Linked DNA regions of Mus musculus: all the other regions are linked to region 1. A link is a contact called in public Hi-C and promoter capture Hi-C data. All regions are on one chromosome and are shown on one strand. The core of a region is the stretch at or near the end of the contact, and the rest is flanking DNA. Distances in the headings are between cores, read along the strand shown.

Evidence for each region. Promoter capture Hi-C pulls out the DNA fragments that hold promoters and counts their contacts. A called contact is a pair of places that touch in the nucleus more often than the background predicts. Capture Hi-C pulls out chosen DNA fragments and counts their contacts.
Region 2: a contact with region 1 is called in a promoter capture Hi-C map of liver, with 5 times the contacts expected there. The contact joins the promoter of E130304I02Rik here to the promoter of Gpi1 in region 1. A contact is called at or near these places in 2 of 39 promoter capture datasets (liver and pre-B cells), 1 of 484 Hi-C or Micro-C datasets (CD4 T cells) and 1 of 9 other capture datasets (liver).
Region 3: a contact with region 1 is called in a promoter capture Hi-C map of pre-B cells, with 2.3 times the contacts expected there. The contact joins the promoter of Dpy19l3 here to the promoter of Gpi1 in region 1. A contact is called at or near these places in 8 of 39 promoter capture datasets (the 3T3-L1 cell line, cranial neural crest, hematopoietic stem and progenitor cells and 4 more) and 2 of 9 other capture datasets (adipose tissue and liver).
Region 4: a Hi-C map of B cells shows a contact between it and region 1, with 8 read pairs. The contact joins the promoter of Pdcd5 here to the promoter of Gpi1 in region 1. A contact is called at or near these places in 4 of 39 promoter capture datasets (the C10 cell line, liver and pre-B cells), 1 of 484 Hi-C or Micro-C datasets (B cells), 1 of 115 datasets of contacts at active chromatin or transcription factors (astrocytes) and 1 of 9 other capture datasets (liver).
Region 5: a promoter capture Hi-C map of liver shows a contact between it and region 1, with 5 times the contacts expected there. The contact joins the promoter of Rgs9bp here to the promoter of Gpi1 in region 1. A contact is called at or near these places in 6 of 39 promoter capture datasets (the C10 cell line, HPC-7-derived erythroid cells, hematopoietic stem and progenitor cells and 3 more), 2 of 484 Hi-C or Micro-C datasets (B cells and CD8 T cells), 4 of 115 datasets of contacts at active chromatin or transcription factors (acute myeloid leukemia, astrocytes, embryonic stem cells and 1 more) and 2 of 9 other capture datasets (adipose tissue and liver).
Region 6: a contact with region 1 is called in a promoter capture Hi-C map of liver, with 2.6 times the contacts expected there. The contact joins the promoter of Nudt19 here to the promoter of Gpi1 in region 1. A contact is called at or near these places in 6 of 39 promoter capture datasets (the HPC-7 cell line, cranial neural crest, liver and 2 more), 2 of 115 datasets of contacts at active chromatin or transcription factors (astrocytes and stem cell-derived neural progenitor cells) and 1 of 9 other capture datasets (liver).
Region 7: a Hi-C map of B cells shows a contact between it and region 1, with 6 read pairs. The contact joins the promoter of Cep89 here to the promoter of Gpi1 in region 1. A contact is called at or near these places in 4 of 39 promoter capture datasets (liver, neutrophils and pre-B cells), 2 of 484 Hi-C or Micro-C datasets (B cells and uterus), 2 of 115 datasets of contacts at active chromatin or transcription factors (astrocytes and pancreatic cancer cells) and 2 of 9 other capture datasets (adipose tissue and liver).

The regions. Positions count from the first base shown.
Region 1 is chr7:34,228,719-34,232,525 of GRCm38.p6, reverse strand. Gpi1 (glucose-6-phosphate isomerase 1) reads left to right here and starts at 2,190. Exons shown (of 18, transcript NM_008155.4): 1 at 2,190-2,434; 2 at 3,153-3,243; 3 at 3,530-3,598. The coding sequence starts at 2,313. Gm12762 (a long non-coding RNA gene) reads left to right here. Exons shown (of 2, transcript XR_881947.3): 2 at 1-1,344.
Region 2 is chr7:35,800,963-35,804,769 of GRCm38.p6, reverse strand. E130304I02Rik (RIKEN cDNA E130304I02 gene) reads right to left here and starts at 2,178. Exons shown (of 3, transcript NR_033567.1): 1 at 1,749-2,178. Zfp507 (zinc finger protein 507) reads left to right here and starts at 1,781. Exons shown (of 7, transcript NM_177739.3): 1 at 1,781-1,936; 2 at 3,242-3,332.
Region 3 is chr7:35,752,384-35,756,190 of GRCm38.p6, reverse strand. It overlaps Dpy19l3 (dpy-19-like 3 (C. elegans)), which reads left to right and starts at 1,737. Exons shown (of 19, transcript NM_178704.3): 1 at 1,737-1,936; 2 at 3,435-3,576. The coding sequence starts at 3,474.
Region 4 is chr7:35,645,258-35,649,064 of GRCm38.p6, reverse strand. It overlaps Pdcd5 (programmed cell death 5), which reads left to right and starts at 1,583. Exons shown (of 6, transcript NM_019746.4): 1 at 1,583-1,759; 2 at 2,884-2,921. The coding sequence starts at 1,694.
Region 5 is chr7:35,583,472-35,587,278 of GRCm38.p6, reverse strand. Rgs9bp (regulator of G-protein signalling 9 binding protein) reads left to right here and starts at 1,697. Exons shown (of 1, transcript NM_145840.3): 1 at 1,697-3,807. The coding sequence starts at 2,059. The coding sequence ends at 2,772. Ankrd27 (ankyrin repeat domain 27 (VPS9 domain)) reads right to left here and starts at 1,032. Exons shown (of 29, transcript NM_145633.3): 1 at 910-1,032.
Region 6 is chr7:35,553,823-35,557,629 of GRCm38.p6, reverse strand. Nudt19 (nudix (nucleoside diphosphate linked moiety X)-type motif 19) reads left to right here and starts at 1,702. Exons shown (of 3, transcript NM_033080.2): 1 at 1,702-2,476. The coding sequence starts at 1,826.
Region 7 is chr7:35,395,351-35,399,157 of GRCm38.p6, reverse strand. Cep89 (centrosomal protein 89) reads right to left here and starts at 2,095. Exons shown (of 19, transcript NM_028120.3): 1 at 1,952-2,095; 2 at 1,062-1,168. The coding sequence starts at 1,990. Faap24 (Fanconi anemia core complex associated protein 24) reads left to right here and starts at 2,391. Exons shown (of 4, transcript NM_178643.5): 1 at 2,391-2,945; 2 at 3,782-3,807. The coding sequence starts at 2,840.

The sequences.
Region 1 (3,807 bases), core at 941-3,440:
TCATTTTTTCCTTCTATATGTGGATTTCAGGGATTAGGTTTAGGTTTTCAGCCTTGGCCCCAAATACCTTTGACCCATGGGCTATTTTGTCAGCCCCACTTCTCCCTCCCCCCACCTTTTTTTTTTTTTTTTTTGAATAAGGCCTCTCTATACAGTCCTGGCTGTCCTGAAACTCATTCTCATTCTTGCAGACCAGGTTGTCCCTGAACTCAGAGAGATCTGCCTGCCTCTGCCTCCAGAGTGCTTGGATTAGTGGTGTGCGCTACAGCTGCCTTGCTTTTTTTTTTAAGGTTCGCCAGCCCCTCTTTTAAAAACATACTTTATAAAAATTTCAGCTTCTTTTTTGAGTCAGGGTCTGTTGGTGAGATCTGGAGCTCACCCCTGAGGCCAGGCTGGCCATTGAACCCTAGGACCCTCCCGTTTCTGCCTCTCTAGCACTGAGATTGCAAAAGGCCACCATGTGCAGGTTTTTCCATGGGCTCTGGAGAGTAAACGTGTCCGTATCCTCGCATGCTTCTGAGGCAAATGCTTTACAAAATTCTCAGTTCCTGTGTTTTGGGTTTTTTTTAGACGTGATGGCTTCAGATTCCTATGTTGCTGACCCTGGCCTTGAACTCTCGATCTTCCTGCCTTTCCTCCCTTCATGCTGGGATTATAGTGCCACCCCAGTGCCTGCCACCCCAGTGCTAGATGTCCAGCACTGTTTGGGAAGCTTAGCAAGTATCAAGACTTACACATATTTCCCGCAGTCCCCCGCAAACACTTCACCTCACCTACTCGTCCTCATTTGAAGTCTCCCTTGTCCCTCGGACTTGTGGATAAGAATCCAGTTTTTCTAGGAAGTTGGATCCTAAAGTGCATATCTTGCCCTTTCTCTCTAGGCGATTATGGATCCCTCACTCATTCCATCCTCTATGTCCGTCTCCTCCTGCTTGACTGAAGCTCCCTCCCTCAGGACCTGCTTTAGCTCACTGAGCTAACTGATCCATTAGGCAGTGTGTCAGATAAAGTCCCTGCTCCATGTGGACTTGTTCAGTGGCTCCTCATCTCTAAACAGAAATCAAAATTCTCACAATGATTTGTAAGCCACTGGGTGAATTCCCTTCTCTAATGTCACCTCTATGACTTCTTCCCCTAATCTGCTCCACTCCAGCCACATGTGTCTTCTGTTTGTGGGACATCTATGGGTGCTGTTTGTGGGACATCTATGGGTGCTCTTGTCTCAGACTTTGCAGTGTCTTTTCCCTTTGACTGAACACTTTCCTTCCAGGTAGCCAACTGGCTCATTTCTTCCCCTTCATGCTTTTACTCAAATATAATAAAGAGTGAATTTTTTTTTCTTAACCATTTAGTTAAAGGAAATGCTTATTTCCAACCTGCCTTTAAATATATATACATATAATTTCATTTTTATTGTGTGGTGGATATTTTATTAATTATGTGTGGGAGTGGACATACAATTTTTATTATGTGTGTGGGGTGGGTATATAATTTTAGCATTAATTATGTGTGGGGTGGGTATGAGCATAAGGATGCAAGTGCCATTGGTATTCCCATTGGTTGCAGCGGGAGTTACAGGCAGTTATGAGTACTGGGAACCCAATTCAGGTCCTCTGCAAGGGAACTATGTGTTCTTAACCACAGTTTCATCTCTGGGGCTTCATCCAGTTTGCCTCTTCTCAGGAGCACTTGCCAGCTCTGAAATCCCATAAATTCTATTTACTTATTTGGCTTACGTACCCACAACACTTGCTTTAGTACCTCTAACCAGGAAGGCATTCCATAAAGTTCTGCTAAATTGGGCTCAGCCGGTAAGAGCACTCAACTACTCTTCCGAAGGTCCTGAGTTCAAATCCCAGCAAACACATCCGTAAGGAGATCCGACTCCTTCTTCTGGAGTGTCTGAAGACAGCTAGAGTGTACTTACATATAGTAAATAAATTCTTTAAAAAAAAAAAGTTCTGCTGAATTGAATACATGAATGAATGAAAGAAGCAAGCGGATCTGGCACGAGAAACTCCGCCTCTGCCCTTCAAGTCACTTCCGAACAGAAGCCAGCCAAGGTTCATCGCAAGTGGCCACACTTGTGTTACAGAGAGGCCAGCAGAGGCCCCCAGATCTACAGCTGCCGGCAAGGTCGCCTAGCGGACGCGGAGGACAGAGGTGGGGCGGGGCCGGAGGCGGGGCGGGGTCGGACGCCTGCGCCATAAAGCCCGCTGCGCGCACTGGTACCGACTTGCCGCGCGCCGCCGCTCCTCTTTCCTTCCTCTTCCGAGCACGTCCTGCTCCGTGTACCTCTCGGGTCCCTCGCCATGGCTGCGCTCACCCGGAACCCGCAGTTCCAGAAGCTCCTGGAGTGGCACCGCGCGAACTCTGCCAACCTCAAGCTGCGCGAACTTTTTGAGGCGGATCCGGAGCGCTTCAACAACTTCAGGTGCACGCACGGGGTCGGGGCTCCCGTGACCCCCCCCCCCCCAGCAGCCCTGCAGGGCCCAGGCCGGGGCCGCACTTTGTCCTTGATGCCTCCTTGGAGTGGGTTTTGGGACCCGCGTGCTAGCCAGAGGGCCGAGGCTGCTTAGTCATTAGGAGGAATCGGCTCCTCCTTGGGGATCCCTTCGCCCCCGCCTCTCAGTCTCAGCCATTTGAGTAGGGATTTCTAACCACCCATGAGGAGGAGCAGCCGCTGCTGGCTCGACAGGCACGAGAGAGCTGTCCCCTCCCACCTGCTCCTAGTGGGCTTTGGTCAGACAGGGTGGGTAAGGCTGAGATTTCCTGGGAGCCACGGTGTAAAAATAGAGCGGCGGAGGCAGGATGCAGAGGCCAGAGAGACTTGTGAGCGACTGCGAAATAGAAGGGAGGGTGGAAGAAATCGTACATGTGATGCATCTTCGTGCCTTGTCACTGATGCCAGGAGGCGAGGGACCTGGGATGACCACCTGTGGTTCCTCACTGGACGTCCCTGATACCTCTCCCTGGGTGTTTCCTTGTAAGTTTGAGATGTGGAGCTTGAAGGGGGAAGTTCTGCCCAGGATCTGTCTACATCTTCTTTCTGTGGCGTGGCTTCCTACACTACTTAACACTGCTACAGGTCAGCCTTTGTGGCCAGGCACTGCCGCTGGGGTGTGACCAGCAGCGTCTCCATCTTTCTGCAGCTTGAACCTCAACACCAACCATGGGCATATTCTGGTGGACTACTCCAAGAACCTTGTGAACAAGGAGGTGATGCAGATGCTGGTGGAGCTGGTAATGTTCTGACTGGGGAGTTGTGATCTCTGGGTTGGGTTGTGGGTGGGGGCTGCGCTTTGTTTTGGGTTCTAGGTCCCGGTGTGGAGTTGGTATCCCAGGGATCTCCAGGCCCCCTGCTGATTGAGCAGACTCTTTGAAGATGCTGGAAAAGGAATCTGTCTATGAAGAACATCTGTCAGCCTCAAGGGGGGGGGGGAGTGGGGGGGGAGGGGGGCTGGACTTGTGATAGGTGATGAGGATGGGGGATGGGATACAAGACCTCAGCAGTGGCTTCTCTCCCTAGGCCAAGTCCAGAGGCGTGGAGGCTGCACGGGACAACATGTTCAGTGGTTCCAAGATCAACTACACCGAGGTAAGCAGTTACACCCGCCGCCCCCCCCCCCTCTTCCTCCTCTTTGCCGACCGTTATCAGCATCGCCCTGTGTCTTCACCCTTGCTCTTAAGCAATGCTTTTGCCTCACGAAGGTGCTAAAGGCTTTTCTTTGGGGGCAAGAGAGGTTGCAGAGCTTTGGGGTGTGATTTCTCTGAGACTGGCAGCCTGGACTTGGCAATCAAATTGGC
Region 2 (3,807 bases), core at 929-3,428, 1.6 Mb before region 1:
GGTCTAATCTGGTCTATATCTGCGTCATCTGTAGCGAGAAGAAGCCCATCCATGAGCTGAGGGGGTGTGAGCTGCCTGGCATGGGTGCTGAGAACCAATACGTCTTCTGCAAGAGCAGAATCCACTCTTAACCATTCAGTCATCTCTGTAACCCCCCAGCTGGTAAACTTTTATCCAGAGACACAGCAAATAAGATGGCTGCCGTACCTAAACCATTACTTTTTCGTATGTATTTTGACGACTCAAAACCCAACCTGCTTGAAGTGGGTTCTAAATATACCAGGAAACATCCAAAAGGTATCTCACCTAACAAGGCCAGCCTGGCGCTATCACTACGATCCTCCCTAAAGTCCTTCCTCTGGCCACGCCCACCCATTGAATCCAGACCCAAGCTCGTGGCTCTGCCATTCCTGCTAGCCCCTACCTGCCGGCTTATTCTTGGGTTGAAAGCTGGGTGAGATTGCTTCTCTCAGTTTGTATTCATGGTATTAGCACAGGACCCAACAGGGTTTGTTACAGCAGAGCAGATACTTCACGGAAACAGATCCAAACGACAAACATGACGGCTCGCTCGGAGTTATTACCGCAAGCTCACCAAGTCAGACCTTACAACTCCTGAAAAATCTTTCAAGGACCGCAAGAAGGTTCAGTTGGTAAAAGAACTTTCTATCAAAGCTGCAACCCGAGTTCAACCCTTGGGACCTACACGGGAGAAAAAGTGAACCAACTCCAGAAAATTGTCCTCTGTCTTCCACACACGAATCAATAAATGCTTTTTTAAATTTTAAACATAAAAAAAAAAAAGAAAGTATTTTTGACCCAGAGCCAGCACTGCCTCTCATCAGACATACGGTTAGGACCTCTACATTTTTCAGCATACGATGCCTGAAAAAAATAATAGCTCCAATTAGAGCCTGGTATGGTGGAGACACATCTACTCTCCCAAGCTACCCTGGAGGGCTGAGGCAGGAGGTTCACAACTTCAAATGTCTGCCTGGGCTAACTACATAAGGAATTAGAAGCCAGGATGAGTTGTTTCAGGAAACTCAATAGCTCAGTGGAAGAGCATTTATCTAGGAGGTATGTGGTTCAATGGGTAAAGGTACTCGCTGCCAAGTCTGAAGGTTTGAGTTCAATATCAGAACCCATACCATGGAAGGAAAGAACAGACTCCTGAAAATTCTCCTCTGACCACAAGTCTCCACAAATAACAATAAATAAATACGTAGATAATATTTTGTGTGTGTGAATGGCTTACTTATCTGTATACCTGAGCACCATGTGTGTGTCTGGAGTCTGTGGAGGTCAGAAGAAGGCCAGAGCTTCTGAGTCCCTGGAAGTGGAGTTACACATGGTTGTGAGCCACTGTATGAGTGCTGGAAACCAAACCTGTGTCCTCTATAAGAGCAACCACGGAGCCATCGCTCCAACCCTCGCTCCAGCCATCACTCCAGCCATCGCTCCAGCCCTCGATAAACTTTAAAAAAAAAAAAAAAAAAAAAAGTCCAGCCAGATTCACAAGCACAAGGATGTAAAGAACGATGGGGTAAATGAGGGGATGAAGAATGCCCCAGCAGGTTGAGGCCACAGTGGATATCAACTGAGTTCTAGACCAACACCAGCTCTGACAGGACCTGGATGGCCACAGCATCTGCCCAGAGCCTTAAGGCCCTTTCTGCCAGAGGGCGTGGTCTGTGGTGGCTCCACCCCACCACAGCCCCGCCCACGCCGCGCGCCTCCAGGCTCACCTGACCGGCTCGCCGCTCACGTGATCTGTCTCGGCGCCGCCATCTTGGAGCCACGGCCGAGGAAGGGGCAAAAAGGGGGAAAGAGAGGGAAAGGAGTCGGGAGCGAGGCGGACGAGGGCGAGGGTACGGTGGGGTCCCGGCCGGCCAAAGGAGGCTCGCAGGAGCAGCAGCCCGCCGCCCGACCGCAGGTACCGCGCCCCGGGCCGCCCCTCCGCTTGAGCGCCGCCGGCCATGTGCGGCCTCGCTGGTGACGCCCGCTTCCTCCTCGCCGGTGACGCCCGCGGCACTGCCACGCACCCGAGCCTGAGCTCCAGGGCCCTGTGTGTACTGTCGTCCCTCTGTCGGGCCTGTGGAGACCCCGGGCCCGCCGTGCCGCTGGGGGTGGGGGTCCCGTTGCTCCCCAGGTCCCGCTGAAGCGCCTTTGCCTTCTGGAGACGTGAAAGCGCTTAGGCCAGCCAGGATGGAGCTTAAGTTTCTTTAATCCCCCGTCCTTTAAGCACTGCGTGGTGTAGGAAATGCCAGCGCAAACGAAAAATAGCAATCGTGGCCTCCCACACGTACACATCCTCTGGGATTGACTGATCTTTCCAGAGATCGCTGAGACCATTGGTGAAAGTGCCCACCTTTCCAGACCTGGGGCATCCCGATCGTTGTTTGGAGTCCGAGGCCTGGGTGATTAATTAGGTCCAGGCAGCCACCCCCACCAAAGGTTGCTGACAGTGGACAGGAATTTGCTTTCAGTCTACATGGCCCAAGGCAATTACTGGATTTACCCCCTTTTCTGTCTGAGTTTGTACTTTCTACTCTACTGGTCTGATTCTGTGTATGGATTGCTATATTGATTAAAAAGAGAAAGTTTGACCCTTCATTCCTTTACCATGGTAACTCTGGAAACTCGGAGGATGCCCTAGCGGTGTACTAATTTTACTTAACTGTAATCGCTAAGTTACTTTCTAAGGGAACCGAATAAGCCTACTTTAAAGCAACAATAGGAAAACAGTAGCCAAAAAAAAAAAGGAGGACCAGGGCAGGAAACTGCTTTGGAGAATATATAGGTCAAGCCACGTTGTCGCATCTTTTCATGGTACTCTTCTGCCCACTGTGTTTGACTAATTTACATAATCACCCCTTAGGCTGTAATTTCGGTTAAAGTTAGAATAGCAATATGTCATTTATTATTCCATATTGGTTAGAAAATTATGTCAGTAAAAGCAGTAGTTTGCTGAGTGAATTACTTACATGGAGGGGGAGGTTTAAAATATACAATTGTTAGAAGTTTTCCAGGCTGATTTGTTTTAGCTTCTGCAAAATCCTCTACTTGTTAAGTAAATTATGTAAATTTGCCTCACACAATTACATTGCATGAACAGCTTTCCGAAATTTCTTTTCAATGTTAAGTATTGGAAGTTTCTTCACTGCCGAAATAAGTTACTGTGTTTCGCCCGCCAATGGAGAGACGTGTTTGATGGTGTTTATTTCCTTCTTGGCCACAGCTGGATTGTGAATATCGATCCAGGAGACTATCTGTTTCAGAAATTGATTGGAAAGACACTGGCTCTGCCACTAACAGCCATGTAACCTTGGGTAAGTCACTTACATCTCACTGAGATGCCTTATTTATAAACCGCCACCACTGTGACTGGACCCACAGAACTCTGAGCAAACGAAGCTGTTTGCTGCTGCCTAGCATCCATCCGGTGCTGTTACTTGATCATGCTCACCTTGAGCATGGAAAGGGAAATCGGTATACTAGGGAAAGCGTGGTTTGAGTTCTGAAGCCAGGCACTGTTTCACGTCTGTGAGCCTCAGAGGTGTTCCTTGACACTTTGTGTCCAAAGAAGGGCTTGGCCACCAGGAATTACAGGAATATTACAGGAAATGGACGCAGGCCTAATTCTGGGTTTGCAGCTCCAGGACAGGTGGTCTTCAGCGCTATGTTTGGCATGTGTGTTTCATAAATTACAATGAAGCTGAACACTACTTGATGTTAGCTACGACTGTGTTTTAATTGTAGCTGCAAAGTCAAAATATTGTCCCAGGCTAGGTGCAGGTAAGACAC
Region 3 (3,807 bases), core at 488-2,987, 1.5 Mb before region 1:
TTTCTTCATTCATCAGAGTGATTCCCGAGGGACACCTGTCAGCACTGCCACTGACAACATCACAGGAGAGCAGGAAGGCTCTTTATAGGACTTTTATTGTATGTGTATCGGTGTTTTACCCGAATGTATATATGTGCACCATATGCCTGTCTGATGCCCACAGAGGCCAGAAGAGAGCATCAGATGCCCTGGAACTGGAGTTACAGATGGTTGTGAGCTGCCACATGGATTCTGGAACCAAACCTGGGTCTTTTGGAGGAGCAGCCCTTAGCTGTTGAGCCATCTCTGCAGCCCTAAGGTAGGATATTTTTAGTGTAAATAAAGGTTAGTAAGCATCGCCCTTGAAACTCCAATCTGGGGGGGAAAGGAATGAGGCCCAAAGGTCAAGTACACTCGGGCCTTAAAGCAGACCCTGTTTAACATAAGATCCATGAGAGGAACTCATCATTTCTGTTAGCAAACTTTACAGCAAGTATTCTGTGCTGGGATCCTTGCCTGCAGCTGGCGAGGGTTCATCTAGATCTGCAGTGGAATGGGGGAAATTCCTTCTCCTTCCTCCATAATTTCCCTTGCCTTTCTATCGTGCTTCACTACAACTCATCGTCTTGCTGCATGCTTGTGACAAGCCAGTACTCTATGTCTCTGCATATGGCCCAGGCAAGAGTTGGACTTGTCATCCTCCTGCGGCAGCCTCCTTCCTCAGCAGGACTACAGGAGCGCCATCTAAGACCTTAAATCTCAGACTTTACTCTTAGTGCGCACCCACTTTCTATGAGAAGCACTACGACCCGACGTTCTTATGACAGTTCTTGCCTCGTGTTACAGACATGAAGCAGCAGCTGAATACTGTTCCCCTCAGGGACATGCGCCTCACACCAGTTACATGTTCCACAAATCACTTTAAGTAGGTGTGGGGTGAGGGGCTATCTAATAAAGCATTCTGAGCAGTGTGTTCTTGGTATTAACAGTCGACAACCAAAAGAGAAAAAGATCTATCAGGGACAGGTAGCTAAGAAAGGCAGGGTGTATGGAACAATTTTTGTTGGAATTAGATGACAGGCTGCCTTTTCGTAGGTACTGATCTCAGTGGGCCATCCACTACCAAAACTCAGTCTGGCGCACACCTTCCTTTAGTCACAGCACTCAGGAGGCAGAGGCAGACGTGAGGCCAAATTGGTCCACACGCAATTTCAGGCCAGCCAGAGCTAGAAAGTGAGACCCTGTCTCAAAGAGAGGGAAAAGATGCTGACAAGCAGTTTAAAGATAAGAGGAACATCTAGGACTCAATACTGAAGGTGCATGTTAAGGAGGAGAATTAACAACAAAGGCCAGAGCAGTACTACGGCGGCGGCGGGAGGATGGGTGTGGATGGGTTGGGGGTGTGGGGACTGAGAGGCATGTCTTTGGAGACCCAAAAGTGTCTGCGGATTTTATCACTAAACAACGTCGAAAGTGCATATAGCCGGACATTGGAGGCAGGAGGTAGAGCTGGGAAGGTCCCCCGAGACTGGGTAACCTTTCTTCGGGGCACCAGGGACTCCGAACACAGGAACAAGCCAAGCTTAAGACCTGCCTCGGAGCCTAACACCCCCAAAACAGCCCTCTGAGCGGAAGTGTACCTCTTCCTTCCGGTGTGCGCCGCACGAGACGGGGCGGGGCAGCGCGGGAGGCGGGGGCGGGGCCTTGCGTTGACGAACAGCTGCCGGGACCAATGAATGCAGCGGTAGCGGCCCGGCCTCCCCGGCGCGCCCCTTCCCCGGGCTGTAGACGCCCCCCAGGCCCATCCTTGCAGCGCGCCGCACAGAGCCGGGAACAGCTGGGTCCTCCTAGTCTTCACCTCGCTGTAGCCCGTGAAGTGGGCGCGTCCCTAAGGCCTGGGTGCTCGGGGTGCTTCTTTGCCAACCCGAGCCGCCCCTGAGGACTGCTGAGGCCGCAGGTCTGTGGCTGGGGGTCGGGCCGCGAGGGGACTGGACGCGCAGTGTCTACGGGACACGTGGGCGGGGCGTGGGAGGGAGCGTCTCAGAGCGGGAGCGAGTGTCGCGAGGTTCCCCGGGCCGGCTAGCACCTGGTCCTCGCGTGGGCTCGCCAGGTGCGCAGGGGAGTGGCTCCAGGTGCGGGGGAGTGGCGCGCGTCCTGGTCAGTAGTCCAGGAATTGCCTTAGGGTCTCTTTGCTAATGTCTGGCAGGGCTTTGAGTCCGGCTGGCCGGAGCAACTTTTTGTTTCCTAGTTGGGGAGGCTGTTGCCATGCAGACGGGAAATGTAATTAGCACCTGGCATGTTTGTTAACTTTCTGCTTTACCAGGCTCAGGGTAGATGTAAGGTGGGCCCCCTGTATAGCCCTAACCCGCCGAGGGCTAGCAGGGAGGGTATAACTCCTCAAGAGGGGACAGGATTCCAGCTGTGGCTGCAAGACTTTGAAAAGATTTCTTCTCTCCCCCCCCCCCCCCCGTTTCTTGTGCTTTTTGAGCACACTGCATTTGAGTCTGTGTTCAGTCTGAGCATTTTTGAATGAATGAATCTTAACAAAAGCATTGTGTGGTGTTGGCTTCCTCTGTTGTATTTAGCAAGAGCCTTTCCGTTAGATAAACATAGACTTTGGTAACTAGAGTGCAGGTTGGATTAGCTGCCGAAACAATCGCGTCTGGCTACTCCTCATCTTTAATAGATAATTAGTAAAACGCTATTCATTAGTCAGAGGAACCAGGCAAGATGTTCCCGGGGGACTGAAGCCAGCTTACTCACCACCACCACACCCCCGCCTCCCCCTCATAGCTTCCAAACTAGGTAACTGCTCCCGCAGCTACACCCACAGTTGCTCCCCAGAGAGAGCAGCCACCCTGACTGGCACAGCCCCGCACTGTCTTACTGTCTTTGACATCCAGGCATAAAGCTTAGCAGGGATTTTTTTTTTTTTTCAAAGAACACAGGTGCTAAAATTCAGGTATCAGAAACAGTGTTTCAGTTCTTCAAAATCTGGCTGTCACAAGTTTACTAGGAATCCCTCCCACGTGGTCAGTTCTGTGGGAATAAATCAGACCCACTACTTTCTGTAGGAACTGTAGAAAATAATGTAAAACTGTGTCACGCAACAAATCCCACAGTTAGTGTTACGGAATCAGGGAGGGAAAACATCACAAGGGTGCAGCATCCAAGATGGCTTCCTGGAAGAAGTCCTGGGCATCTTCACGTGGCTCACCTGTATCCCTACCTGTATCACTCCCTCTTGGCAGTGCCTGCTGGAGGAAAGGTGCTTCGTCAATGTGGTTTAGTTAAACATTTGTGTTGTATCTTTAAAGGCTGATTAAGATTTGTTTGGGAGGGTCTGCTGAGCAGGGGACAGCAGGCTAAGACAGGCCATTTAAGCACATAAGGGTGTGTTGGGTAAAGTGGGTGCTGACATTTCCATGGGGCATTCATCTGGATGTTGTTTGTAGGAGTGGTTGGAAGAACAATGCGTATGAGTCTTTGACATCATGATGTACATCCGGCAAAGAAAAGAGACAAAACCCATAGAAGTTTCTGAGGATTTTCCATCACCAAAAGAAGATGTGAAGTTGGAAAAGAAATTGCCATCTGGTAGGTGGTTGGAACTAAAGCAGTATTTTGGATTACTTTTCCTTCTGCGTATTAACATATGTCACGATCTAATAGGGTAAAAAAAAAAATTGGTGCGATGTATGAAGGACACTTGTTCCAGCACCCAGAAATTCTGACTGTACTCTGATTATATTGGCTTTTCAGCTGTAATCAGTAAAACGGCTTTGATGAGAAGAAATCCTTGGTAAGTTATGTGTTGATTAAATTACA
Region 4 (3,807 bases), core at 334-2,833, 1.4 Mb before region 1:
CTGGTTTAGGATTTCTATTGCTGTGAAGAGACCCCATGATCACGGCATCTCTTATAAAGGAAGGCATTTGATTGGGGCTGGCTTATAGGTTCTGAAGTTTAGTCCATCATCATCGTGGCAGGGAGCATGGTGTAGTGCAGACAGGCATGGTACAGGAGAGGTCGCTGAGAGTTCTGCATCAATAGGCGAGCAGCAGGGAAAGTAACACTATGGCGTGAGCACACTTGAAACCTCAGAGTCCCAGAAAAACACTTCCTTCCAACCGAGACACACCTACGACAAGGCACACCTCCTAACTGTGCCACTCCCTAAGAGCCTCTGGGGGCCATTTTCTTTCAAACCACCACAGTCCCTAACACAGCAATTCCATCCATAGATACATATTTAAAATAACTGAAGGCAGGATTGCAGGCAGGCATTTGAACACATGCATTGATAGTGGCTTTACTCACACTAAGCAAAAAGTGAACAAGGTTAAACTGATGAATACATCTAATGTGCTTTGTACAGTAAATATGTTCAGCCAGGAAATAATGAAATGGGGGAGGGGAGAGCTTGTTTGGTTGGAGCCAAAGTCTCACTATGTAATGGCAAGCTGGTCTTCAATTCCAGATCCTCCTGCCTCAGACGCCCCTGGATTGGCCGACTTTAAAGGCACACACCCACCAAATCCAATCAAGAATGAAGTTCTGTCTCATGGTACAACATGGATAAAAAACTTGAAGGTGGTATATGATTGGTCAAATATGCCAGCCATAAATAAATAGTGCTTGAATAGGCAATTTTATACAGACAGAACATTGTTTTGTAATGGGAACCAGGGATAATAAATAATTTCTATTTAGTGAGTGGGTGCCAGTTTGTAATGATGAAAAATTTATAGAGAGTAGCCATTGCTCAACAGGGTGGATGTAGGTATATGGGCTAGAGGGATGGCTCAGTGGTTAAAAGTGTGTATTAGTCTTCCAGAGCACCAGAATTCGATTCTCAACCCAATATCAGGTGACTCACAGTTGCTTGGAACTCCAACTCCAGGGGTCCAATGTTTGTCTCCTCAGGCTCACTCATCCCTTACCTCCATATATATATATAATGAAAATGGTTAGATGTATTTGGAAAAATTAAAATACATATACCATAAGCAAGTCACAGGATTGGAGAATTGAGCAGTTTTTTTTTCCACCCACTCCATCCCTTACTGGGACCCTCACTCCAAAATCAGGGTGTGTGTGTGTGTGTGTGTGTGTGTGTGTGTATTGCCATAGTTCACACACACACTCACACACACAGCATCTTCTCAGCAAAGGCCCTTGGGGGTTGGGGTAAAGCAGACAGGGCGTCGACTAAGGAGTTTACACCTTGCAGAACTGCGCCATTGCCAGTCCTAGGAATCATTAGGGTGGGGCGTGTTAACGCGCAGTTCAGAGCCTGGGAACCCACAAGCGCCCTCTTAGAGGTTCTGCCCCTTTTCCCATCGCAGGATCGGTCCTCTGCAAGGCACCCTGGCCGAGGCCCGGCAGCCCCAACTCGGCACTCGACTTTTGATGCCTGAGCATCACTCGCGTCTGCGCAGTCGAAGGCGCCGGGCTCGAGTCTCCGGCCGAAGCGATTCCAACCGAGTGTACCGGAGGGCGGCTGCGGCTGCGCGACCCCCGACGGCCGCTGCGCCTGCGCGACGTGGGACAGCCGCGCCATGGCGGACGAAGAACTTGAGGCGCTGAGGAAGCAGAGGCTGGCCGAGTTGCAGGCCAAGCATGGAGTGAGTGAGCGAGCGGGCGGGCGGGCGAGGTGACGCCCTCGCCCCAGGCACAGGCTCTCGGCGTTTGCTCGTGGGACCCCGGCTTCCGCGTACCCCATGGCAACGTGTGTGTGCCCACGGGGATGGGGGTGTCCCCGGAGGTCACCGCCGCCTCCTCGGCTGCCGTAGGGTCCCGCGTGAGGCTTGTGCGGGTTGGGGTGTGCGCGCCTTCGAGTCACCCCCCACCCCACCCCCCAAGTCTCGGTTTTCGCTGCCGTCGAGCCTCAGGCGATCCTCGCCGGGATTGGGGTGTCCTCGGATTGGGGGGGGTCTTGCCGACCGGAAGCCCGCGCTGTGTAGAGGGGGATCCTCTGAGCTCTGGTGCGGAGGACGCCGCTCTGACAGCGCCTCCCCGGGCGGGAGTCGAACCGCGGACTCCAGAGATGGTGCTCAGCCCCTGCGGTGCCGGCTAGGAGGGAGTAGCGGGTTGTAAACTTGCCTTGGGACAAACGCTAGTGGTGGTGGGTGACCTCAGTGGCAAGCATTTGAGCCTTTGAGCCAGCATCTTTCGTGCCAAGCCAGGGTCTCTTTTTTCCAGTCTTCTCACTGGTTAAAAATAGGGCTCCATGATACCGGGGCCTTTTCAGGAATGTGTGCGTTCTCAAACATTCTTTTAGATTGTGACTTGAGACGCTTGGGAAATGTGGGGCTGGGAGTGGGGGTTAGCCTGGGCCACAGTGCTTACCTAGCATACACAACACCCTCTCTTCCCTGAGTTCCACCCTCAGCCCTTATTTAATAAAACGAACACAACATTGCAAATGGAAACTGACTTATTGATTTTTTTTTTTTTTTTTTTTTTTTTTTTTTGGTGAGGTCCAGTTTCCACCTCGGGAACCTATTATAGCAGAAAGAATATCGAATAAGCCCTTTATTTTTGTTTTCATTTATTTGGTATTTTACTTTATTTTGAATACGGTCTCTGTTTATAGCCCAGGCTGGCCGGTAACTTGAGATTCTTGTGTCTCCTAAGTGCTAACTATGGTGACAAATGTGCCTCACCCCACCTTTCCCTGACCCATGTGTTCTTCTCTCTTCTTTTGAAGTTCCACTCCATTAAAAGGTAAAAATTATTTTTTTTTCAGGATCCTGGTGATGCAGCCCAACAGGAAGCAAAGCAAAGGTAGGGCTGGAACTAGAACTTTCTGGAAGAGTGGTTTCATAGATTGAGCTTTTGGCTTTTATTTAGTAGTTGGAATTGGTCCGTGACTCTTAGTGAATCTCAGAACCTAGTGATTTTCTACTAAGCCTGCTTGAAGGTAATTCCCTTTTTAGTCTGATTCAGTAAATACCCACGGAGTTCCAGTAAGACCTCACTTTGAAGTTCTGCCTAAGCCCAACAGTAAATAACCTCATAGGGATTCTAGACCCAAGGCCTCCCCGTGAGCGGTCCGTGGACACTAACTTACTCTGCTGTTTTACCCCTGCGCGTGGCAGAGCACTTTCACTCAAGTTCAAGCATGCATTTGACGTGACTACTTCACACCCTGCTTTTGCCTCTCCCGTTGTTTGGGGTGTGTTCAGATCTGAGCACTAAGTCCCTTGCTCCCCACTCTCTTTGGCAACCTTCACGGTTAACCCGTTGGAAGTCCACATTCTCAAAGCAGGTTGTTTGGTTTTCCCTCTCTAATCAGGACTCCTCATCTAGGGTCTCTTTTATGCTTTGAGCGCATAAAGCCGGTGGTGGCTCACGCCTCTAACCTCCCTGCTTGGGAAGCAGAGACAGAAGGATCTCAAGTTCAAGGTCTGCCTGGATAGCTTAGCAAGACCCTGTGTTAAAGTGATTATATATATATATGAAAAAAAAAAAAAAAGGCTGGGGCTGTAGCACAGTGGTCGAGCATTTTCTAGCATATGCAGAGCCCTGGGTTCAAGTACTGATAAGGCATAAACAGATTGGTGCGTCTTATGGACCATAGCATCTTAGATTCAGGAACTCTTGAGAAGGTGGCCTAAGGAAATAAATTAAGTCTGGTTCTATGAGCCCTTGATAATAGGCATAACCAGCC
Region 5 (3,807 bases), core at 448-2,947, 1.4 Mb before region 1:
GTTCAGGGCCCTAGATCCTGTCGGTTGACACACCACCACGGCCTGCACTGGGGGACTCTGAAAACCCTACTATGTGCTGCTTTCGCTCCGGATCAATGGGAAGTTTACAGTGTTTGATGTAAACAGGAGCATCTCTCCACAGAATGAAACAGAAATCCCAGCCACTGAGAACTCTGTCTGTCCAGTCTCACTAGCCCTCTTATCCCAAGCCTCTCACTCCTAGATGGTGATGTGTCACTTGCTTCCCCTGCCACCCACCCCGCCTTGAGTGTCCAGGTCCCCTGGAGCTGGAGGAGAGGCTGGAGGGGCACCGCCTGGCGCGCGCGCATCTGGGCAGTCCGTTTTCAACCAAGAAACCGAACACACTCTGTGTGGTTGTACGTCTCTGGGTACCTGAGTTTTCCATAAGTCTTCTCTACATACAGGACGAGAGGACCTCGCCACGTGTAAAGCAGGCAGGGATACCCTTTCCACTTTCAGCCCCGGCGGAAACTCAATCAGCTGGCCTAGACCAGGATCTGAACACACAGCCTCCTCCCTCAGTTTGGTCACCGGAAAACCTCCCAGGCCACATGGCCTGGGAGCGACAGCTCTGCCCACTGCCCCAAGTCCCAGCTCCGGGGGACCCAGGCCTGCCGTGGTGCCACAGGAACAGATGCATTCTCCGCGCCGCCTAGGCATCCCTCTGGACCTAGTGGACAACGTGCGCGCCGCGATGCGGACCGCAGAGGAACGGGAGAGCTGGGAGGCTCAGCCCGCCACGGGTCCGGGCCCCTGGGGCCCATCAGCCCAGCCTGGGGCTCCCCTTCAGTGCAGGGAACCCCTCCCCCTTCCTCTCCCAGGCCCCGCCCGACCTCGGCGTTCCCCAGAGTAGGGAGGCGCTGGAGGATACCCGCAGAAGACACTTACTTAAGAGGCTACATAGTTTCACCTCTGTGCTACGACAGCACCTCCCGGACCCTGGGCTGGGACCTGAGTGCCCACCACCCGGGTGCGGTGGCTCCACTCTTCAGCCTACCTCTTTACTCCGCCGTTGGGCGGAACCCTGCTCCAGTCTGTCCAATAAGAGGTCGTTTTAGTCGAGACTGACACGTAAACAGAGCAATCATTAAGTCTAGTTCAGTCGGAGGTGGGGCCCAGGCGACTCCGCGCTTCCTACTCAAGCTAGCCCCGCCCAGAACCAGGGAGTGCGCGTGCCCAGAATTCGAGAGGCGGGACCTAAGGAAGATCTGATATTAGGGGTGGGGTCCAAGCTGGGCCCCTGAAATGGGGTTAGACTGTGATGAAGAAGAGAGCTCCAACTAAGTAACAATCCTACCCGGTCGATCGCCCGTGCTACTGGTGATGCAAACTGGAGGTGCCCAGACTTCCGAGCCACCCTACTCTGTTGCCTACAGGGTCTAGTCCCTTGGTCCTTTCCCTTCACTAGCATGGGCTGCGATAAGCTAAGCATTCTTTCTACCGAGTCTCACTTTTCCTCGTCTGCAAAGTAGGAAAAAAAAAAACCTTGAATTTGTAGGGCGCTAAGGTTCCAGAATTATCATGGTAGGGAGAAGAGGGAAAGCCACACTTGATCTACCTGGGCTGGGCCCCGCCTACCCCTGGCCCGGGGGCGGGGAGGGGGCGGGGGGGGCGGGCGGAGGAAGCCCCGGGCCTGGACTGGTGGCTGGAGGCGTGTCCTAGGAAACTGGATCCTGCTGCCCTTGGCCGGGGCTAAGGCGCGCGGCTCGTCTTGGAGACTTGGGGTCGATCAAGGATGGGGTCTTCACTCTGGGCTTCTCAGGGAGCCGCCGTGAAAAAGAAAGTGGTGCAAAGACACTACGCGTGACCCGGAGCGCGTCTGGGGGAAATGGAGGAGCGGATGGGGAGAAGCTAACCAGACTACCCCAGCCGTGGGGACGCCGGAGGCGCACCTCAAGGGTCCCTGGAGAGCTCTGTTGAGAACAGCGGCGAGGACATGAGGAGCTTTCAGTCCGCCCTGCTCAAGGCTGGCATCAGGGCTGGAGGCGACCTACGACGTTGAAGGTTGCAAGTAGGGTACCGCCGGAGGGCAGCGCCATGGCCAGAGAGGAGTGCAAGGCGCTGCTGGACGCGCTCAACAAGACCACAGCGTGCTACCATCACTTAGTGCTTACTGTGGGCGGCTCCGCGGACACTCAGGACCTACGCGAAGAGCTGCAGAAGACCCGCCAGAAGGCGCGGGAGCTGGCCGTGGCCACCGGCGCCCGGTTGACCGTCGCGCTCCGGGACCGGAGCTTAGCTACCGAGGAGCGCGCGGAGTTTGAGCGGCTCTGGGTGGCCTTTTCAGGCTGCCTGGACCTGCTCGAAGCCGACATGCAGCGCGCACTAGCGCTGGGAGCCACCTTCCCGCTGCACGCGCCGCGCCGGCCACTTGTTCGCACTGGGGTGACGGGCGGCTCCTCTGCTGTAGCTGCGCGCGCCCTGAGCGCCCGCAGCCTGCGGCACGAAGCGGAGAGCGACTTCGATGTCGCCGATCTGCCCCAGTTGGAGCGCGAAGTCCTCCAGGTGGGCGAGATGATTGACGACATGGAAATGAAAGTCAACGTGCCCCGCTGGACTGTACAGGCGCGACAAGCGGCAGGCGCCGAACTCCTGTCCGGTGCCAGTGCCGGCGCGTCCTCAGCCGGTGGCATTTCGGTAGAGGAGCGCGCGGGCCCCTGCGACCCCAGCAAGGCCCTGGCTGCCACCGTTTTCAGCGCCGTGCTGTTGGTGGCTGTGGCCCTCGCCTTATGTGTGGCAAAGCTGAGCTGACTGATATCCAACGGTCGTCCGCTGCCCCTTTTCTTTCCAGGGCATGGGCTTCGGGTTTGAACCGTTAAGGAGAGAGGTAGTGAGCCTGAATGTGTGCATATGAACATGATCCTTTCAAAGCCCACCTCTGCCTGGGCAAAACGTGTTTTGTTTTTTAACATGCTGGCCCAAGAGGAGTTAACAGCACAGGGCGGCCAGGCCATTACCTCTAATGTCTGTAGGAGCTTTACCTCCTATTAATAGAAATCGGTCCACAGTGACCCCAGGTCCCTCTGAGTTTGATGGGTTAAGACGTATGTCCCAAGTTTGGTGCCCTCACGCTGGTTGGTAGCACTCATTCTGTTTTAGACGAGACAATTTTGTTAAGGTGTGGGGTTGTATCAAGCATAGTGGTGGTGGGGGAGGGAGACATTTTGTTCCCTAGACAAGAAACCAGTTGCAGTAAGATGCGCGTGGGTTTTGTTACCTTAATCCTTTGGGGCCTAGGCTTTGGGAGTGTGTACGGATAGAGGCTCGTGCAAAGTGCTTTCTCTGTGATACACTACTGCACTTGGCAGAGCCTGCCTATTAGTCACCAGGAGCTGCAGCTATGAGAGGTTTTTGTGTCGTGACCCCATTTAGGGTCACAGCCAAGAAGGTTGTGGTGTATCCTCTGCACACTTGCTTCAAGAGAAGACCGCTCCATACTCATCCCCGGATGGGGGAGGGACAGGATGGTGCTGCTTTGGGAAGGGCCACACGGCTATGTAAACAGGCACGTTCTCCTTCTCACCGGCTTACTTTATCCCAGAATTAGACCACAGTGTTTGACCCTCCTTTGAGGGAGGGCTGGGGAATCCTCTTTGAAGCTCTTAATCCTATCTATCCCTGGAATTTACTCGATAGCCAATAGGAACGCTAGTTTTCTAGAGAGCTGCCCAACTGTCTGACCCCATGTTACAGGGAAGGGCGATGCTGGTATCACTAGTAACCAGGGGTTGTGAGCCTGGCAGCTGAGTTCAAAATGTAACAGCTTTAATTTGGAATTTAAAGAGC
Region 6 (3,807 bases), core at 453-2,952, 1.3 Mb before region 1:
TTAAGTCAGAACTTAACTCCTTCCTATCCATTGCTCTGCATAGTCAGTCAAGTACCACATTGTGTTGTCTATTTCCCAAATGCACTTTAAACCAGTCCCCTTTTCCTATTCTATTACCATTCTTTTCATTGAAGCTTTTGTTTCTTGCCTAGTACATTCTATAGCCTCCAGGCCAGGCCCACACATCTGAGTCACTGTACAGTTGTCAGTATGTCCTTTAAAGACACGGGAATCATCCTGTTACCACTTGGAGGAAAGAGGATTTTTTTTTTTTAATGTAGGGGGCTGGTGAGATGGCTGGGGGAAGGGGCAGGAGGCAGGTAATGGCACTTGCAGCTAAACCTGATGACCCAGGACATACATTGTCTTCTGGGCGCCACATGCATTCAATGGCACTTGCATAAGTAAGTAATAAGTGTAAAAAAAAAAGTTCCCATAATGACACCTGGGCTCTATAATAGATTTAGAATAAATTTCAGCTCAAATTTCCCGTGTCAGTGCCAAGAGCATCAGTTTAGACAAGGGTAGTCTGTTGGCTCACAGATAGACGGCGGCGGCAGGTTATCTTACTAAGGGCAGATACTTCTCAACCTGTGGCCCCATTTTCTGTTTCTGGAGATGCAGTAAGTACACAGACAGCTCCATCTTTAGACAGGTTAACATTAAAAATAACCAAAGTCAACTGCAAAATGATGAGGCTGGCACACACCTTTATTAGTCCTAGACTTGGGGAGGCAGAGACAAGCAGATAGATCTCTGTGAGTTCAAGGCTAGCCTGGTCGTCTACATAGCAAGTTCCCAAAAAAGCAAGACTACATAATAATACTTTCTCAAAACTAACAAAAAACATCTCTATAGCCCCAAGAATACAGCCTAACTCATCCGAAACCCTAAAAATATGTGATCAGTTAGGATGGGATTTACAAGAGTTGGTGACTGAGAGAGAGCTGCAAAAAGGGAGACAGAAACAAGCTGTTTCCAAAAAACAAAATAGAAGTGCAAGTCCTCCAGCCACTTAAAAGTTGGAGAGGAAGCCAGGCAGTGGTGGCGCATGTCTTTGATCCCTGCACTTGGGAGGCAGATTTCTGAATTCGAGGCCAGCCTGGTCTACAGAGTGAGTTCCAGGGCGGCCAGGGCTACACAGAGAAACCCTGTCTAAAAACAAAACAAAACAAAACAAGAAACAAAAACAAAAAGAAAAAGAAAAAAGGAAAAAAGGTTGGAGAGGAGGGGGAAGCATTGCTAGTCTAGGATTAAACATCTCCCACGTAGAAAGAGAACTAATCACACTAAGATAATTTTCCCTGATCCTCAGGTGCTCAGGCAATAACAACATCTACAACTTAAGACAGACTACCCCAAGGGACAGGGACTAGCCAAAGACATTCAAACTACAGAGTAGTTAGTCTAACTTGGCATCTGATCCACCCATTCGTTTATTAGCATGGTTCAAGAGAGCTCCAGACACCTTGGAACCTCCTATACAGGCAACAGGCCAGCGTAGGGGACAAAGTCCTAGTCGTTTGCGTTTAGTGGGAAAGGTTCACAACTAGAAATTATTTTCCACTCCACACTGGCACCCGTGCTCCCAGAGGCTGGCTGGTGACTGCAGCAGCTGTGACAGGGCTGTGACAGGGCGAGAATGACCCTGACTGAAGCGCAGGGCATTCGAGGAGGTGCTCTGGCGCGGGAATCACGCTCCTCCCACAAGTAAACCTCCGGAAGCCGCCAGGCCGGATTTTTCAGGCCCTCAACATTTATAGGGCTTCTGGACACCACTCTACGACCCGGCCACTTCCTAAGGGGGATCTGAAGGACGCCGGCCATGAGCAGCTCGAGCAGCTGGCGGCGGGCAGCCACCGTGATGTTGGCAGCAGGCTGGACCCACTCGAGCCCGGCCGGCTTCCGGCTGCTGCTTCTCCAGCGAGCACAAAACCAGCGCTTCTTGCCCGGCGCGCACGTCTTCCCGGGCGGCGTGCTGGACGCGGCCGACAGCTCACCCGACTGGGTGCGTCTGTTCGCGCCTCGGCACACGCCGCCGCGCTTCGGCCTAGGCCCGGAGCCCCCTCGGCAACCCCCCTTCCCCGGGCTGTCCCACGGCGACGCGGACCCCGCGGCGCTGCCCGATGACGTAGCGCTGCGCATCTGTGCCATCCGCGAAGCCTTCGAGGAGGCGGGGGTGCTGCTCCTGCGGCCGCGGGACGCGGCTCCAGCTTCTCAGGAGCCCAGTCAGGCGCTGTCGCCTCCGGCCGGCCTGGCCGAATGGCGCTCGCGCGTGCGCAGTGACCCGCGCTGCTTCCTCCAGCTGTGTGCGCACCTAGACTGCACGCCTGACATCTGGGCGCTGCACGACTGGGGCGGATGGCTCACCCCGTATGGGCGAACCATCCGCCGTTTCGACACCACCTTCTTCCTGTGCTGCCTGCGCGACATTCCGCGCGTGGAGCCCGACGTGGCCGAGGTGGTGGGCTACCAGGTAGGGGTCGCGGGACCCGCCCCCCGGGATGCGCTGAGCCTTACCCCAGACCAAAGGCGCACGTGCGTGACCTTGCTTTAGGCTCTCAAGGACTCAACTCTCACCCTAAGCGGGGGCGCGGCAATGCTCCCAACTGCCTGTTCTGGACACTTCCCAATTCACTTCATGCCCTAAATCGTTTTCATTCGGGTTTCTAGAACACATTATAGGATTTCAGTCATTAACTTTCTTCTTCCTTCTTCATCTCTTCCTGTTTCTCTGTTCCCGTTTCCTTCGTCTTTCGCTTTCTCTCTCCTTTCCCTTTCCATCTTTCTCCTTTTTCTAACCCCTTTCTCTCTCTGCATGCGCACGCGTGGTAGGTGTGTGTGTGTGTGTGTGTGTGTGTGTGTGCGCGCGCGCGAGTTGGTCTGTCTGTCTCCCTCCATCCCTCCCTCCCTTTCTTTTTCGTGTCACTTGCAATGCACCAGGCACAGTTAGTTAGGCTTCAGGCCTAGGACCCGAGGTCTTGAGTGTGCCACCGCTTCAAGTTCATCTTTTATTTATGCAAAAAAATGTTTTCAACTGCCCGTTATTTTCCTTTTTGTAAAATAAACAAAATGACTTATTTTAAGTTGTGTTCTGGTGTGAGAGTATATGCACGTGAGTGCAGGTGCCCATTGATGCCAGAAGTGTCTAATCACCTGGAGCAGGAGTTGAGGAAGGTTGTGAGCTACCTTGAATGGGTGCTGGGCACTGAACTCAGGCCTTCTGCGGGATGCTTCCTCTCCAGATCTCAGTTGAGCCAGTCTCTCGCGCCACTCCCTGTTTCTTGTACCTGCAGTTACACATATGTTGGACAGCTTGGCCTCCCACTGGACCTGGATGCCTCGTTCACTCATTTCAACCTTTTCCTCTCAGTATTCCAATTGAGTAAACTCAATGGCTGTTTTTTTGCTTTTTAATATTTGATTGTGTTTTTTTGAGACAGGGTTTCTCTCTGTAGCCCTGGCTGTCCTGGAACTGACTCTGTAGACCATGCTGACCTTGAACTCAGAGTTCTGACTGCCTCCGTCTCCTAAATGCTATGATTAAAGGCGTGTGCTGCCACACCCAGCTCAATTGTTTAAGTTTGCTTTTTTTTTTTTTAAATGAAATATCAACTGTAAATAGTATTTCTGGAAGCATTATAGCTGCCTGTAACCTCAGTACTAGAGGATCTGACGCCCCCTTCTGGCCCTCATCTGGTGTACAGATTTCTAAGCAGGCAAAAATACATGAATAAAAAGTAACTAACTATAAAGCGAATTTTTTCCTTTTTTTTTTAATTTAATTTTTTTTTGAATTTTTTTCCT
Region 7 (3,807 bases), core at 846-3,345, 1.2 Mb before region 1:
AACAACAAATCAGACTAGCTAGGCACAGTGGCTCATACTCTGGGAGGCTGAGGCAGGAGGACTGCTTTGAATGCAAGGTCAGCCTGGGCCACAAAGCAAGACCCTATAGGAAACAAATAAGTCTAAAGTTTACAAGTGTCTAAAATCTTGGCAGATACAGACAGCGATCCCAAGAATGAAAAGAGAGGGCTGGAGAGATGGCTCAGTGGTTAAGAGCACTGACTGCTCTTCCAAAGGTCTTGAGTTCAATTCCCAGCAACCACATGGTGGCTCACAACCATCTGTAACGAGATCTGACGCCTTCTTCTGGTGTGTCTGAAGACAGCTACAGTGTACTCATATAAATAAAATAAATCTTTTTTTAAAAAAAAGGAATGAAAAGAGAGTTGGCTGTCTACTACACTGAACACTAGGTGGTTAGGAACACCATCTGGCAAGGAATACGTTCACTCTTTTTAACACAAAGTAGTAGTAGTTGTTGTTGGGTTTGTTTATTTGTTTGTTTTTTAAGGCAGAATTGTACCTAGAAAGAAATTTTTGTGCAGTTTTCCTAAGAGTACTGATAACCTAGATGGACACTAAGCTGAGATATGTAGAGCACATGTTTAGCATGCACAGGCCCTGGCTTCCACTCCCAGGAAGAAAAGAGGAAGGAAGGAAGGAAGGAAGGAAGGAAGGAAGGAAGGAAGGAAGGGAAGATGGAAGGAAGGAAGGAAGGAAGGAAGGAAGGAAGGAAGGAAGGATGGAAGGAAGGAATGGAGGAAGGAAGGAAGGAAAGATGGATGGAAGGATTAACTTAAATTTGGTGCTTCATATTTAGTAGGCACCAACTGTACCCAATCCTGAAATCTGAGATCTTCCATTGAAGGTACCACACCCCAGACAAGTCCACTGATGCTCAGAGAAGCCATATTAGTGCATCTCTGAGCAGAGGTAACCACAGAGCGTAATAGTCTAGCCCTCTACTTGTGGCCTTTTGGCTAGTGTGATCAGTTCCAGGATTCAGGACTTGATGGTCAAGCACGGGCGTGACCCTCGGTGCTGCTCATCTTGGGACTTACCTGGGCCTCTCTGGAGAAGGGTTGGGGCTCCGAGGAGGGGGTGTGCGTGGCACCGCTGGCTTCGGAGCGATGCTGGCTGCGGGGAGGAAGCCATGGATGATGTGGTTCTGCACAAATGAAACCCAAGGCAGGTCACCGGGAGAAGATCACCTTGCTCCTGGGCCACCATCACCTCCCAAACTGAGGTCACTCTAGGGATCCGGCCCCACAAGAGTCTTTACACACACACCTGCCGCTGTTCCCAATCCCCATTGGTGAGGCAAGGGCACTCACTGGGGCACACCATCATGGCTATCCGATTCATTCACACCTCCCTGCTCACGGCAGCTTTCCTGACCGATTTCAATTGTCAACTGAACTGGGCTAATCTATACCTACCGTGTAATGAAGCACACCTTTGGGTGTCTGTGGGAGGGCTTTTCCAGAGAGGATTAACTAAGTGAGCTGGGCTAATATACCCTAAATAGGAAAGGAATCAACTCATGGGGGAAGTTTTCTCCAAGACAGGAGTGAACTCCCGGCTAAGAGGAGAATCCTGACAGGGAGGCCAAGATTCCTGTCTGTGGCAGGCTCTGGACATGAAGGGTTCTTTGGAACATTTAGTCTGGGTTTCTGGAATTTAATGCTCCCTGATAGCGATCCCGCCTCGCTCCTATCTCAGTCTTTAAAACCTGCACATGAAGGCAGGAGAGATGGCTCAGTGGTTAAGAGCATGGTCTGCTCTTCCAGAGGTCCTGAGTTCAATTGCCAGCAACCACATGTTGTCTCACAACCATCTGTAATGGGATCTGACACCTTCTCTTGCTATGCAGGCATACATGCAGATAGATCACTCATATAAATAAATCTTTTTTTTTTTTAACCGCACTCGAAGGCCTGGAACTACTCACGAACTGGCTCCGGCGGTTCCTGCGGAAGCTGAGGAGCATCCTGGCTGAGAGCTGAGGGCTGCGGGTTGAGCCGCCAGGCGCTGGACTAGCTGGAAGGTAGACCCCGCAGCCTGCACAGCTCCCCACAGCCTAGCTCCCGCGGACCCCCGACTTTACAACAAGCATGTCTCACATTGGCTCTGTTTTGAGTCTCAGCCTATCAGAGTCAATTTTACTGCCACCCGTTGCTCTTGACAACCCAGCAAGGCGTCATTCAAATTCCAGCCAGAGAGGAAGCAAGCTGAGACTTCCGTTCGATTATTGGCTATAGTAGACGCCCATCTTTTACCTATCACCCAATAAAACGCTGGCCAGGGCGGTCAGAATTTTAAAGAGGGCTCCCGGGCTGTGGGAACCCGGAAGTGGCAGGGCCTCAGGTGAGGTCCACGGAGATTCTAGACCCCGGCGCAGTGAGCTTCCCTGCCTTTGTAGCCCTGGACAGGAACCGAATAGAAGGACAGGGACCGAATGGAAGAGCCACCGTAAGCGTCCTGTTAGGACACCAGAGCTAAGGGAGGTGCTTACAAAGAGGGACGGAGTCACTCAAACAGAAATCTCCCGGGTTTAGCTCGGGGTAGTGGCGCCCGGCTGTCATTTTAGCACTTGGGCTGCTGAGTTCAAGTCCAGCTGGAGTCAACTATCAGTACAGAGCCAAGCGTGATAAGAAGACCCAGTCTTATTTTGAAAATAAATAATCTCTTGAATTCAGACTTCGGTTGAAGTAGCTCAGTGCCTGAAAATCCACTCTACAGATCCTGTCAAAGAGGTCCCGACTTCGTGTAGAACTGTGTGCAACAGCGCCTGCTCTAGTGAGACCTTGCATTTTCCTCATTTAGACCAAAACCACGGATGGAAAGGAACCCGCCTGATGGGACCGGTCCGGTCCACGTGCCACTAGGACATATTGTGGCTAGTGAAAAATGGCGCGGGTCCCAACTGGCTCAGGAGATGCAAGGTCAGTGAGCTGTCTTCTGTCATACCCCTTTCTTCCCAGCACGTTAAAAGAGAGAGTGAGAGAAATGCTGGGTATGGTGATGTTCCTTTGCAATCCCAGCACTCCTGAGACTGAAGTAGGAGAATCATTGCGTTAGAGACCAGCCTGGGGCTACATAGCAAGTTCAAGGCCAGCTTGGGCTATGAGAACTTGTCTCAAAATAGTTACATAGACTAAAATGAAAGGGGACTGGAGAGAGAGCTCCGTGGTTACGAGGACTGGCTTATCTTACAGAGGATCGTGGTTTAATTCCTAGCACCCACATGGTGGCTCAAGGAGTCAGACTCCTCCCTCTTCTGGCCTTTGGGGGCACTAGGCTTGCACATGTGCACAGACATATGCGAGCAAAACCTACATATAAATCTTTGGGTTTTATTTTATTAAAAAGGAGGTTTAGGACAGGTGGTGGTGGGTCACACCTTTAATCCCAGCACTTGGGAGGCAGAGACCGAAGGATCTCTGAGTTCAAGGCCAGCCTCATCTACAGAGTGAGTTCTAGAACAACCAGGGCTACACAGAGAAACCCTGTCTCAAACCAACAAAAAGCGGGGTGGGGGCTAGAGATGGCTAGATCCCCATCTGTTTTCACTGAGCTGTTCATTACTGCCTGTAATTCCAATTCCAGAAGATTTGATGCCCTCTCATGGCTTCTCAGGGTACCTTCATGCACGAACACACACATACACACATATACACACATTTAAAAAAATGAATCTTCGCACAAAAAGTACATTTCAATTGTTGCTGCCTTGTTAACCTGAAATTTCTAAAAACGAATTTTCTTGTCTGTTTTTTAGGAAAAGTTAGACTCATTTTTGAGGAG